Regions from separate parts of the Mus musculus genome. Here region 2 is linked to region 1. The links are chromatin contacts, called in public Micro-C maps. All regions are on one chromosome and are shown on one strand. The core of a region is the stretch at or near the end of the contact, and the rest is flanking DNA. Distances in the headings are between cores, read along the strand shown. Region 1 holds the start of Ptp4a3 (protein tyrosine phosphatase 4a3). Region 2 overlaps Gm39556 (a long non-coding RNA gene).

Evidence for each region. A called contact is a pair of places that touch in the nucleus more often than the background predicts.
Region 2: a contact with region 1 is called in a Micro-C map of the HL-1 cell line, with 2.1 times the contacts expected there. A contact is called at or near these places in 1 of 39 promoter capture datasets (pre-B cells), 1 of 484 Hi-C or Micro-C datasets (the HL-1 cell line) and 1 of 130 datasets of targeted methods (the 230-238 cell line).

What each region holds. Positions count from the first base shown.
Region 1 is chr15:73,746,230-73,749,598 of GRCm38.p6, reverse strand. It overlaps Ptp4a3 (protein tyrosine phosphatase 4a3), which reads right to left and starts at 1,573. Exons shown (of 6, transcript NM_008975.3): 1 at 1,134-1,573.
Region 2 is chr15:74,933,842-74,937,210 of GRCm38.p6, reverse strand. Gm39556 (a long non-coding RNA gene) reads right to left here. Exons shown (of 5, transcript XR_003951655.1): 4 at 2,353-2,685; 5 at 1,769-1,925. Among named protein-coding and RNA genes, the nearest start is that of Gm39556, 9.0 kb to the right of the region's middle.

The DNA.
Region 1 (3,369 bases), core at 324-2,823:
CAGGCTGAACTGCATCTTATAATACATGCACAGTTCACTGCAGTCTGGGCCACACCCCTAAGTGTGGGCAAAAAGGGGCATGCCCACAGCATGCCTGAGTCTACCCAGGCTCAACCACATGGTGGCTGCCCTCCCAAAAAGGAGCCCCTCTGCCGACACATCACTCCGCTCACCCCCTTTGGAGACAGTGTTTCTCTGTCCCTGTCTTACCTCCTGGACCGCACTTTGTAGACCAGGCTGACCTCAGACTCACAGAGATCCACCTGGCTGGGCCTCCTGAGTGCTAGGACTTAAGGCATCTGCCACCATGCCCAGGTGGACACATCACTTCTATGGGGTTAAGAAGACCAGAGAACAAGGTGGGGGGGTGGGGGGGTCTACCTCTACTGCATTCTAGCAGGCCTGAGCCAAGGCTTGTGGGCCCACCGGCTACCTACACCCCTATCCCAGCAGCTCTAGGTGTGAACAGAAGCTGAGCTCACCTTGCCTCAACAGGCACTCAGTCAAGCCACCACACCCTCCCCACCCCTGGTGCTTAAGGACCCTACTATGACCTGGGCCCTTCTCTATCCCCGCCCAGCCTCCTCTAGCAGTATCTTAAGCCCTCAGCTGCTCCCAGACCGGCATGTTTTTCAAGACCCATTTTTGTCCCTGTTTGCCAGAGGAGGACATGGGACAGAGGGGCGTGGAAGGACCTTCTCTGGACCCTGGCCAGCTCCGGCCGTCCAGACACCCAGGTTTTCTCAACATCGAGTCTAGTAATCGGGAACACTTGAACCCCAGGGGGGAAAAAAAGACACAGAGGTAGTCAGAAGCCACACCCTCAAGTGGTGGGGTGGGAGTGCATCTAGCTTCAGAAGGGACCTAAATGGGACCCTGTGTGACACTTAGGAGTCAGGGGTCACAGTTCAGGACTCTGTGCTGTCAAGACAGGCAAGACTGCTCCGTGGATGGGCTGGGGACCCCAAGGACCCGTAGTGGGGCGTGGGGAGGGCACACAGCTCCCCGACCTCAGCGGGACTTCCCACCCAGCCCGCCAGGGAGCCGCCATCCCGTGCAGGGCCCATCCCAGTAGGGTTAGGGTTCGGGAGCGTCCTCGAGGCCGGGTCCCCGCCGCCCGCAGCCCGGCTCACCCGCGCCCGCAGGCGTGCGGCCGCCTCCATGCGCCGGCCGGCCGGGCCGGGACCCGTGCGCGCCCTCCGCAGCGGCGCCGGCTCCGGGCGGATGCCCGCCGCCCGCCGCCCAGCTATTTATAGCGCCCGGCGTCACGTGGGGGGGCGGTGACCGGCGGGCGACCCGACTCACAGCGGCTCCCGCACCTGCTGCCTAAAGATAGCACGCAAACAAAGGCGCGGCCAGCAGAGGAAGAGGAAGGAGGAAGGGAGAGGACCACCGCGGACCCGCCTGCCATCCCCTCTGCATCCTGCTGGGTAGGAGACCTCCTTCTGCAGAGGGGCCACAAGCCAGGAGGAACCCTTCCAGCTCTCCAGCTTCATATGCGCACACTGAACAGCTACTGTGTGCTCAGCCGCACTAGCCCACACTTCACCTTAAGAGCCACCACTCCCAGACTACAGCTGAAGAACCTGAGGCACTGAACCTACGCACACTCGAGTCACACAAGAGATGGGAGCCGACTCTACACAGGCTCATCTCCAAGGGAACTGACACCCACCCAGCTCTCCTGAAGTCTTCCAGGGCATCCCCTGAGCAGGATCGTCTCCTGGGCTCCACTGACCAGACGGAATCCTGGTTCTGTCCTAGGGCATCCCAGGCAGGAACCCTGTGCTCTCCCGCCCAAGAATGGAGACAGATGTCAGTCCGCACCTGCCCCAGTGGCTGCACCGCCCTGGGAGCCTTCTGGTGCAGGGCTTGAGTTCCAGCTCACAGAATCCCCAGAGGCCTTGCCTTGCTGGGAACCCTGGCCCAAGCCCGGCTCCCAGACAGAGGCCTGGCCCTGCAATCAGTAGTTGGTGCTGGGGAGAGGAATGATCCCTGAAAGGCTGGACCTGAGCCAGGGGAGGGCATGCCCCTAATACTCCCAGAGAGAAGTCTCATTAGCCAACCTTGCACAGCAGAGCCTACTATCCCCCATTCTCCCCCTGGCCCAGGTAAGCAGGGCTGATAACGTCCAGGCTGGAGCATCCCATTGCAGCCCCATCCTGGCTCACCCCCAGAAAGCTAGGCAGCCACCTAAGATCCCCAGAATATGCCACCCTTATAAATCCAGCAGGTTAACGGCATTGTTGCTGACCAGACCCATGGTCTCAGCTGTTCCACTAGTTTCCATCCTGACTGCAGATCCTGAACCCTCCACAAGGCACCAGCCTCCAGCAACACAACAGATACTGAGTAGATGCCCCAAGTCACCCAGCCAGGTAGCTGGACCATGACTGGAGATTTGCCCTCCCCCAGAGACCCTACTGGTCCCAATCCCAGGTGGGTAGGAGAAAGCACATCAAACCATCCCTGGTGGCCCATCAGTTGTCTAGAAAAGGGTTTGTTAGTGACAGGCCCAGCAACGTCTGAGATGCTGCACCAGCCAGGGCTGCAACCGGGGCTCCAAGTGACACCACACACACACACACACACACACACACACACCAGCATGCTGGGGCCTCTAGCTAATCCTGGGGGCACCTGCTACAGCTGGCAGGGCCCCAAGCCTTTCGGAGAAGTCTATATATAACACATCCAGAGCCTTCTTGGAGCCCTCCCAGAGTAACCCATCTCTGGGGCCAGGAGGGGAGACCCTAGCAGGCTCCACCCACGCCAGTCCCTCGGAACTCATCCAAAGCTCTTACACCCCTGTGTCGCACAGTTCCAAGGGTGCAACCCCTCACAAAACAGGCTCCTTAACCCCAGGCTCTCCCCAACCCCCTTGGCTATGTGCCCAGCCCAGGGAAGGCATCCTTAAAGGGAGGGGGAACCTAGCACTGGGCCCCACCCATACCCCACCTCCCACCCAGGCATGGCACCAAGAAGCTCCCGCTTGTTTATGGAAGGAACAAATGACCTGGTGTTCTAGGCAGAGGTCCAGATTGGGGAGCCATCCAGAACCTATCACGAGACCTCAGCCCTCGAGGTCTGGGAGAACTTCATAGGAGGGGACACCCAGGCCACCCTAAGAGCAGCTCCATGCCTTCCAAGAAGGAGCCACTATGTCAGCTGCCCCTTTGCCTCTTGCTTTAAGGGACTTCCCCAACTTGGTCCCTCAAGGGCCATCTGAAACTATGCACAGGATAGGGACCACAGGAGAGCCCCAGGTGGCAGGGTGGGCAGGGAAGGGTTCCCAGAGAAGGTGACCCAGGAGGTAGGCAGACATACTCCTGGTACCTGCATTGACCATCTGCTCTGATGCCCTGTGCC
Region 2 (3,369 bases), core at 546-3,045, 1.2 Mb before region 1:
TAGCCAAATAAGACAAAGGATGGAACTATTGACTATCTGGGCTTGCTCCTATGGGTGGTAACAGAAAAGGTGTGCTTACCTACAATATTCACTGCTAGGGCTTAAGGGCGTGGATGTGCTAAAACTCACCTCACAAATATTCATGGAACTCCTTTAAAATCCTCAGCAGAGACCCCCTCGGCTCGCTCCCCATCTTCAACAGCCCCCTCCAATCTCATTGCTATCTTTAGCTTTCTGAAATAAACCACTTCTTTGCTAAATAAATGTAAACAGTCTATGCTGCCTCTTGACTTCATTCGTTCCTTCAGGAAGGTAAGAACCAAAGCCTCCCTTCCTGTAGCCTCTACCTCAAAGGACTGCGTGACCTCCCGTGGGATGAGGCCTGCCTCAAAGCTCCCCCAGGGACTGCCAAGCAACCCCTGTGCCACACATCTGTGCAAACTCCAGGGCTCTTCCCAAGGGATGGCCATCTGCTCTGAGGAATGACACGTGACACCCAAGTGATGCCCCCAGCCATCCACGGTTGACAGAGTCCCAAGGCCCCTAGAGCTCCTCAGTTGACTTAATTTCGCTTAGAGGTGTTTTTGGTTTGTTTCGTTTTTTAAAATTATGGACTTGCTGTGGAGTCCAAAGTGAGCTTGCGGTGAGCCTCTTTCCTGGGCCTCCCAACTTCTGGTATTACAGGCATTTGCGCTATATTGCTTTACAGTGTTAAAGGCCTTTATGAAGAAGTTTCCAGAAATTGTCTGAAATATTGCCTTGGTTCAAACACTCTCTCAGTCATGATTTCTATCCTTTTTTTTTTTTCTTTTTTTTTTTTTTTTAATACTGAGCCTTGAATCCAGGATTGTGTGCGTGTTAGACAAGCCCTCTGCCTGGTTTACGTGTATGACTTTAGTCAACTACAAACATTGCTGACGTCACAACCCCACACTGATTCAGGGTTCCCAGGTGATTGCTTGCTTCCCCGACTCCTGCCCACTCTACCCACTGTGAAACAAGTCCCTGTCCGGTAACCAACCGTTCTGTGTTAAGTCCAAGGAAAGAGGAGTTAAGAACTGGCACCACGGTCAGCCTTCCTGCCAGCCACTTTGTGAACTTGACTGTAGAAAGCCTTCTGGGGTGCCTCTTGGCAGGAATCTGACATTGGCCAAGGACAGGGAAATGGGTTTCAGACCAGAATCTGACATTGGCCATGATAAGGAAGTAAGCTCAGGTAGGAATCTGACATTGGAGCATGACAAAGAAATAACTGCAGAGCCAGGCGTGGTGGCACACGCCTTTAATCCCAGCACTCGGGAGGCAGAGGCAGGCCGATTTCTGAGTTCAAGGCCAGCCTGGTCTACAAAGTGAGTTCCAGGAAAGCCAGGGCTACACAGAGAAACCCTGTCTCAAAAAAAAAAAAAAAAAAGGGCTCATGCTGCAGCGTTGTTCAATCGTCTCTTTCTTTTCAATCCTCACTCCTGTGCTGGAGAACCCGTTGACTGACTGAGAGGGCTTGGTCACTTGATGACAAGGTTGTTACAGACAACCCAAAGCCAAGCCATGGGCACTCAGACACTGAAAAATATTCTAAGGAGATGGTCAGATCAAATCCCAGCCCCATCTTTATACAATGCATGGCACTATCTGTGGATACCCAAATAGTAAGTGGGGGAGGGCTACTGACTGGCGAGGCGAAGCAAGCAGGATCGGGGGTGTTGGAGTCGCAGTTTCACAAATCGGATTGACAGGGTGTGGTAGTTCACCCGGAAGGCTCCTCCGCGGGGACCTCAGCTGGCAGACTTAAGGTGAGAGGGGTGTATCCAGATCCGGTCCACCTTAACAGCCATAGGTGTGGTCAGGATGGCAGTGTGAGGCCCTTTCCTGCCAGGTTCCAGAGTCTTGTGGTTGTGTCTCTGAATCCAGACAGATTCTGGTTTCACCTGGTTCAAAGCAGTGGGGGTTAGGGAGAGGAACTGACTCATAAACCTGGCACACGGCAGGCCAGAGTTGCTTCTGGACCCTATGGAGGGCTTCCAAGGATTTAAAAAACTTATTTTGGTCATATTCTGCTAAGATATCAGACTGGAGGTTAGGCAGCAGGGGAGGGGTCTCCCATATAGGATCTAAAAAAAAAGAGGGGGACCTAAAATATAGGGGATGTTCCTAGCTCTATATAAGACAAGGAGAGACACTCAGTCAGCGCCAGTTTCAGGGGTTAATTTGGTCAAGGTCTCCTTCAGGGTCTGATTCATCCTCTTTACTTGCCCCGAATGCTGGAGTCTGGATGCACAATGCAATTTTCAACTGGTCCCCAGCACCTGTGCTAGAGCTTGTCAGACCCAAGCTGAGTAGGCAGGCCATACATACCTGGGTCTGAGGCCCTCCAGAAGCTGCTTTGCCAGGACATTGGGAGTCTCCTTCTTTGTAGGGTAGACTTCTACCCATCCTGAAACGGTATCTATAAAAATAACAAGCCGGGTGTGGCGGCGCACGCCTTTAATCCCAGCCCTCGGGAGGCAGAGGCAGGCGGATTTCTGAGTTCAAGGCCAGCCTGGTCTACAAAGTGAGTTCCAGGACAGCCAGGGCTATACAGGGGGTGAGCACCCCCTTTTGCTATCCCCTTTCTCTGAGGGTGTTGGATCTCCAGAGGCCCAGGTGTAGAGAACTCGACCCCCAGAAACTCCGCTTGATGACAGGTCACTGTAATGACAAGAGGTTTTATTACGACGACTCGCGTAGGGTTGCTCAGCCTCGCAGGGAGAGTCAACCCCGATTTGTAAAAAGTACACCTCTTTGATACTCTTTTAAGGGGGGTCATGCAGTTATTTTATTATTGCTTAGCAAAGCAGCGGCACATTTTTAATTTGGCAGAAAACTCTGTCAGCAAGATCTAAGCAGTTTGTGGTTTTCAGACTGAGGCGGGTAGGGGAGTTTTCTCAAGGACTGTTATTTCTGGCAGCTGTAGTCATCATAACCTTGAAAGACCCCACCATAAGGCTTAGCAAGCTAGCTGCAGTAACGCCATTTTGCAAGGCATGAAAAAGTACCAGAGCTGAGTTCTCAAAAGTTACAAGGAAGTTTAGTTAAAGAATAAGGCTGAATAATACCGGGACAGGGGCCAAACAGGATATCTGTGGTCAAGCACCTGGGCCCCGGCTCAGGGCCAAGAACAGATGGTACTCAGATAAAGCGAAACCAGCAACAGTTTCTGGAAAGTCCCACCTCAGTTTCAGGTTCCCCAAATGACCGGGAAATACCCCAAGCCTTATTTAAACTAACCAATCAGCTCGCTTCTCGCTTCTGTACCCGCGCTTTTTGCCCCCCAGCCCTAGCCCTATAAAAAGGATAAAAACTCCACACCCGGCGCGCCAGTCATCCGATAGA